Linked DNA regions of Mus musculus: region 1 is linked to region 2. A link is a contact called in public ChIA-PET data. All regions are on one chromosome and are shown on one strand. Each heading gives the region's core, a stretch centred on a gene start, on an enhancer-like site or on the middle of the called end of the contact. The rest is flanking DNA. Distances are from core to core; before and after follow the strand shown. Region 1 holds the start of Ninj1 (ninjurin 1). Region 2 overlaps Wnk2 (WNK lysine deficient protein kinase 2).

Evidence for each region. ChIA-PET counts read pairs in DNA pulled down with a chosen protein or histone mark.
Region 1: a contact with region 2 is called in an RNA polymerase II ChIA-PET map of memory CD8 T cells, with 44 read pairs. The contact joins the promoter of Ninj1 here to the enhancer-like site in region 2. A contact is called at or near these places in 2 of 39 promoter capture datasets (the 3T3-L1 cell line and hippocampal neurons), 9 of 484 Hi-C or Micro-C datasets (the C2C12 cell line, the G1E-ER4 cell line, LSK cells and 6 more), 2 of 115 datasets of contacts at active chromatin or transcription factors (effector CD8 T cells and memory CD8 T cells) and 3 of 9 other capture datasets (adipose tissue, liver and pancreatic islet).

What each region holds. Positions count from the first base shown.
Region 1 is chr13:49,186,198-49,189,094 of GRCm38.p6, reverse strand. It overlaps Ninj1 (ninjurin 1), which reads right to left and starts at 1,566. Exons shown (of 4, transcript NM_013610.3): 1 at 1,458-1,566. The coding sequence starts at 1,532.
Region 2 is chr13:49,068,618-49,071,576 of GRCm38.p6, reverse strand. Wnk2 (WNK lysine deficient protein kinase 2) reads left to right here. Exons shown (of 30, transcript NM_001290313.1): 15 at 454-622; 16 at 691-807. Among named protein-coding and RNA genes, the nearest start is that of Wnk2, 78 kb to the left of the region's middle. Within about 2 kb of position 1,341, at least 14 of the 459 cell types and tissues checked have an H3K27ac peak or open chromatin away from gene starts, as enhancers often do. A contact at or near this core is called in memory CD8 T cells, where this site is marked.

The sequences.
Region 1 (2,897 bases), core at 317-2,816, 120 kb before region 2:
GGCAGGCAGGCAGGCAGGCAGGCAGGAACCCTGCATACCCTTGAGAACCTAATTTAGTTGATTTCATTCTCCTAGTTGGCTCTTCAAAGAAATGGCGGGGGAGGGGGTGGAATATCTCTCTCCTTGTTCCCAGAGCCAAGACAGTGACCCCTGAGCAATCCAACCCAATCTCTCCTGTGTCTGTGCTCAGAATTCTCTTGGGAGGCACAGCTGATCCAGCTGTCTGCAGAGCTGAAGGGGGAGGCTGCTGCTCAGAGACAGCCAGTTTCCCTTCAAATCCGCAGCTGAACCACGGGCCCACCTGTTCCTGATTTGCATCCCTTGTCCTTAAAGGCCTAGAGATCACTGGTTCTTTATTGTAGACCCACATACAAAAGGCCCAGACAGTTGATGGGCTCCCTAAAGGAACTCAGCCCGGGGTGTCCCTGGCCCACTGCTTCCGGAGTGTTCACACATTTTGGCAGAGCCCAAGTCTCAGCTGGCACACCTGAAGTAGTCCCAGGAGACGTTGGTGTTCCCTGTTTCCACTATATGGACCTGGGCAGAAAGTCTCTGTTCTGGTTTATTTTGCACCGCAAAGACTTGTGGAAAATCCCAGCCTGGTGCAATTCCCCACCCCACTCCACCCCATCCCTGGGGGGGGGGGTCGGAAATAGAAGGAATGTCCAAAGTCAACATGTCACCGAGGGACAGAGGGCCATGCGGGGTGGTACAAGTGAAGGCTCGGCCCTGGCATGCTCAGGCCCTGCCCCGGAGGTAGACTATGAGGTGAGGGGTCAGGAAAGATGGTCCCTCGACACAGGCATCCGACCATCGCTGTGGCCTTAGCAGGCTAGGCAGAGCAAACTCGAGGCAGGTCCTTACAGTCCTAGAACTAGCACCCTGACGATCGAGAGGGTGGCGTTCTGTTTTTCATAGGCAGGTGACAGCAGCAGAGACACAGCCACGGGTTTCCCCCTTATCACTGCTGCAGACGACCGTGTGGTCACCGTGTGGTGACGTAGCTGTCTGCCTGATGCTAGCTTCCAACCAGGAGGCGGTGACTCTTCTCCCGCCCACCCCAAGGCACGCAGGAGACAGCCCGGAGGCGTTGGAAGTTGGAGGATGGTGTGGGAGGCAGGAGAGTCCCGGAGAGCGGAATGCCAGCCTTCTCCACCCGAGGAGTGGTGCCAGCCAGACGCGGGCTCTGCACAGCGGGGCGACGGCAGCAAGCTAGACCGCCCGGCGCCTCTGCCTACCTGCTGTGCTGGCCCCAGACCCGTGGGCCACCACTTGCGCTAGAGACAGGTCAAGCACGACTTTGCCCGGAAGCAGCGGCCACCACCACCCCCCGCAGTGCGGACGCCGCGCGAAACCGGGCCAGACGCCCACAGGTGCCCGCTGACGTGCCGGGCCCAGAGAGGGCGGCGCCGGCCAAGGTCACACAGCAGCCGGGGCAGGAGGTGCTGAGAGCTTACCAAGGCGTCGGGGGAACCGGGGGAGCCCGGGCGCAGGTCGCCGTTGAGCTCATACTCCTCAGTGCCCGACTCCATGGTGCGGCCGCCCGGGCCGCCCAGCACACGGCCTGAGCGCACCCGCGCCTCCGCCACGGGCTACGGCTGTGCGCCCGCCCCCGGCCCGCCCCCGGCCCGCCCCCGACACGCCCCCCGCGCGCGGCCGCCCCCGGACTCCGCCTCCACCCGGGGCGGGCCGGGGCCTAGACGCCAGCTGCTGGAATCGCGCCTGAGCAGGATAGCACTTCTCCAGCGGCCTTGATGTCCCCAATTCTCAGGCTCCTTCACGATGGCTAGGGCAAGCAGCCCAGCGCCTGTCCTCGCGATGACATCGGGGGTCCCCAGGGACCCTGTCTCAAAGTTGTTGATCAAACGGGCCCCCCTCTGAACTTTGAACATAAGCACTTGATCTGTTTAAAAGTGAGGCCAAGGGCGAGGCACATGCTGCCCCGTGCTGAGGTTTTTTCCTTGGGGAGGACACGCCCTGAGGCTGTAAGTCCCTTCAGGGTAACTCAACACAGGAAAAGGGTGTCAACGGTTACTCCAGGTTTCCACTTTAGAGCCCTCAGCTGTTCTGCCTGGAGAATAGAACATATGAGGGAGAGCCTCTTGCTCTGGGTCTAGCTTGCAGCCAGCACCCCACTGTGCAGAGCCTGCGTGTGGCTGGCACTGGTGGAGAAGGCTGGCATTCCGCTCTCCGGGACTCTCCTGCCTCCCACACCACCCTCCAAGAGAGACCAGGGACCAGAGGGAAGCACAACAGCTTTAGTGTCCAGAAGAAGCTGACATCATAGCCCTGACATCTATACTCCAAGGGTATGACGTGTTGGTTGGCTACTGCAGTTCGTGGCCCAATGGACCTTTGTGCCCCAGTACCATGTCTTTTCCTGGCCTAGGAAGCTAGATGGAGTGTGATGGGGTGCTGTCGTCCGAGGAGACACACTAGATGCAGGAGTAAAAGCCAGTTGCTGTGCCTTCTTCCTTCCCACCCTGGCCTCACTCTCAGGCCCCATGCTTTGCCTGGCCTCAGGGGTGCCACACTCCTCTCCTGGTATCTCCTAGAGTCTCAGAAGGAATAAGGACGATGAGACTCTTAGGGAGATTACAAGCTGGGGCTCAGAACTACCGTTCCTTGATGGAGTGGTTCACCTTCTCTTTATGACCCTTCTTGCCAGCTTGTGTCTTAGCATAAGGCTGGAGTTTGCTAAAGGCCAAGTGAACCTGCGGACCCTCTGTCCCCTGTCTCACATCCAGAAGGAAGAGGATTAGAAATAAGAAATGGAGCCAGCCTGGTGGTAGAGGTGGTGGCACAAGCCTTTAATCCCAGCACTTGGAGGCAGAGACAGGTGTATGTCTGAGTTCGAGGCCAGCCTGGTCTACAGAGCAAGTTCCAGAACAGCCAGA
Region 2 (2,959 bases), core at 92-2,591:
TCAGGTCTCTCCTCCTGTGATCCGGGGTGGCAGTGCTGGTCTTATTGGAGTGGGTATGAGAGGTAACTGGGATCCCACCATCCCAGAAAACTGGATGTTGTGCATGCAGGACTCCATGCTCATGTAAGACTCTACAGTCCTCACGACAGCCTAGAGTGTCTGAGGTCTTGTTTGCACCCATGGGCAAAGTGAAGCATGTAGACCCGTTTCACAGGCAAAAGGCCTACAGGACCATCCAGCCCATCACAGGGAAGCTAGTGCTTCCCCTGGCCCCTGGGTGATATTGAATGGGTACTGGAGGAAGAGAGGTCTTGGTTCCCCTTGAAGGCTGGGTACCATCATCTATCTCTACAGGTCACAACTTTAGGCACTTAAAGCTCCAAGGCTGGACTGACTAGAGTGGGTTTTCTGGCAATCCACATAATGCTGTTAACATTCTTGGTTTTCCCTCAGCTTTGGAGGTTCTGATGTCACCTCTGGAAGAGATCTGAGTGACAGCTGTGAAGGCACCTTTGGAGGGGGCAGGCTGGAGGGAAGGACCGCCCGGAAACACCACCGTAGGTCCACTCGTGCACGCTCGCGGCAGGAGAGGGCCAGCCGGCCCCGGCTCACTATCCTAAATGTGAGTGGCTGCTGTTTGGGGGCACGTGGGTATGAATTCCTCTGCAATCTGATCATGGCTTCCCGCAGGTGTGTAACACGGGGGACAAGATGGTGGAGTGTCAGCTGGAAACGCATAACCATAAGATGGTGACCTTCAAGTTTGACCTCGATGGGGACGCTCCGGATGAGATTGCCACGTACATGGTAAGGCTGGGCCAGGGCTGAGGCCGCCTCCTTGAAGTCCTTAGGCTCTTGAAGAGTTAAAATGTTGAGTTTGGTCCTGCATGGAGGTGTCTGGGTGGCCTGTGGGTTGGGCACAAAACTTAGCAACTGTCCCCAGAGCTGTGGCTCTCCAGGGAGGGCATCAGCTTCCTGCAGATGGTTTTTGTGGGGTTTTCCCCAGACTCCTTAGTAAGGACAATTCACGTACAAAGCACCTGTGCAGCTCTCAATCTAAATTGCATCCTTTTGGTCTCAGGTTTCCCCTGGATTCTAACCCTCCTCTCATCCCATTGCTTTTCCCTTCTTTGAACTCCCCACCAAGCAGTATGTAACTGTACAGACAGCTCATGAGCAATCTATGCTTCCCACAGCCCTCTGCCTTGTTCCCTGCCCCTGCTTTGGGGTTGGAGGCATCCAGAGGCTCCAGAGGAAGCACAGGTGTCCATGGTGGACTGGGGCGCCGTGGGAGTTAACTTGTCTCACTGCTGAGACGAAACACCTGACAGAAGCAAGGAAGGAAGTGTTTAATTTAGCTCACGGCTAGAGAAGGTCTTGGCAGCAGGAGTGTGAGGTGGTTTGTCACCTTGTACCCACAGTCAGGAAGCAGAGAGAGAGGAATTCTGGTACCCAGCCAGCTTTCTCCATTGTACTCAGTCCGGCACTCCAGTCCACATTTAGGATGAGCCTTCCCACCTCAGCGACCCCAAAGTAAAAAGTGCCCAGAGCTTTGTCTCCTGGGTGATTCCAGGTCCTTTGGCTTGATGATTAATATTAATCATCATAGGTGTTAGTTAGACAAGCTTTGCCTCATCTGGGACCATCTTGCCACACGTGGGACCCTCCATTCCTTGGGTCTTGGGCTTATTACCCTGGCAGACCATTGTAAAGAAGAAACCAGATGTTTGAATTAGCTTGGTTTTGGTTTCGATTTATACTTGAACCCTGAAGTTTTAAGTTTTTCTCTGTTTTATTTTTAAATGTGTTTTTGATCTCTTTAATTTCTCTTTAAGAAGAAGAAGAAACATACTCCTATCAGGAAGCCATAAGAGGCTTTTGTTTAGTTTTGCCAGATTTGCAGCACTCCATATGTTCTTGCATGCTTCAGCCTGCGTCACGCACGTATCTGGGTGCTCTTGACTACATACAGGCTTCAAGCCACACTCAGGGGTGGATAGCTAAGGATGGCAGCCTCAGCCTCATCTGGGGGAGTAGTGGTACTCCTGGGGGTTTTATCTAGGTGGTTGGAAGAACACTGCTCTTCAGCTATCTTGTAGGAGCCGCAGGCTCACCCACAGGGGATGGATGGTCCAGGCATGTGTGAAGCTACACACTTGTATGAATGAGAAGAATGGTTAGAAAGAGCTGGCACTGGAGTGCCCTAGGAAAGAAGACAGTTGCTGTCTCCCTAGAGCTCTTTGTCCAGGGAGAGATAAGTCATGCTGAATCTGCCTAAGGTAGCCAAGACACAGTGGGCCAAGGTTGCCCACAGGAGCATTAAGGACAGTGACTGTATCCTGGTGAGGCTAGCCCAGAGGCCCTAGTATCTAGGCTGTGGTATTAGCCCTCTAGTTACCTTCATATCCCAGGCCTGGGCTGTTTTGCTGTTCTCTACTTCTGGGTGAGGAATGGAAGAGAGTCAATTCTACAAGAAATTCTTGACCATGAGGAGGCAGCCAATGCAGGCATTATAGAATCATGGGTTTCTGGACTCAGACCTGGCCTGCCAGGAGGACAGTATCTGGTATAAGTGGATGCTGGAAAGCCCTGTGTGATTAGTTGGAGAGATCATGGTATTGTTCCTTACTGGGGCAGCCGCAAGGATGGGACTCAGCGATCTGCCTGATCAGTTCAGTTTTGTCTGCCTTGGCCAACTTTGGAAGAGCTGAGAAGAGCCATGTGGCTGTAAGGCAAGAGCTCTGTGAAGACGAAATGTAAAGACAGCCAATAGGAAAGATTTCTGGGGAACCAGTCATAGTGGTGCACACCTTTAATCTCAGTACTTGGAAGATAGAGGCAGAGTATCTGTGGAAGCTAAAAGCCAGCCTGGTCTACATAGTGAGTTCTAGCACAGCCAGGACAACTCACTGAGACCCTATCTGAAAATAAACAAACAAATAATAGTATTGTTATTGTT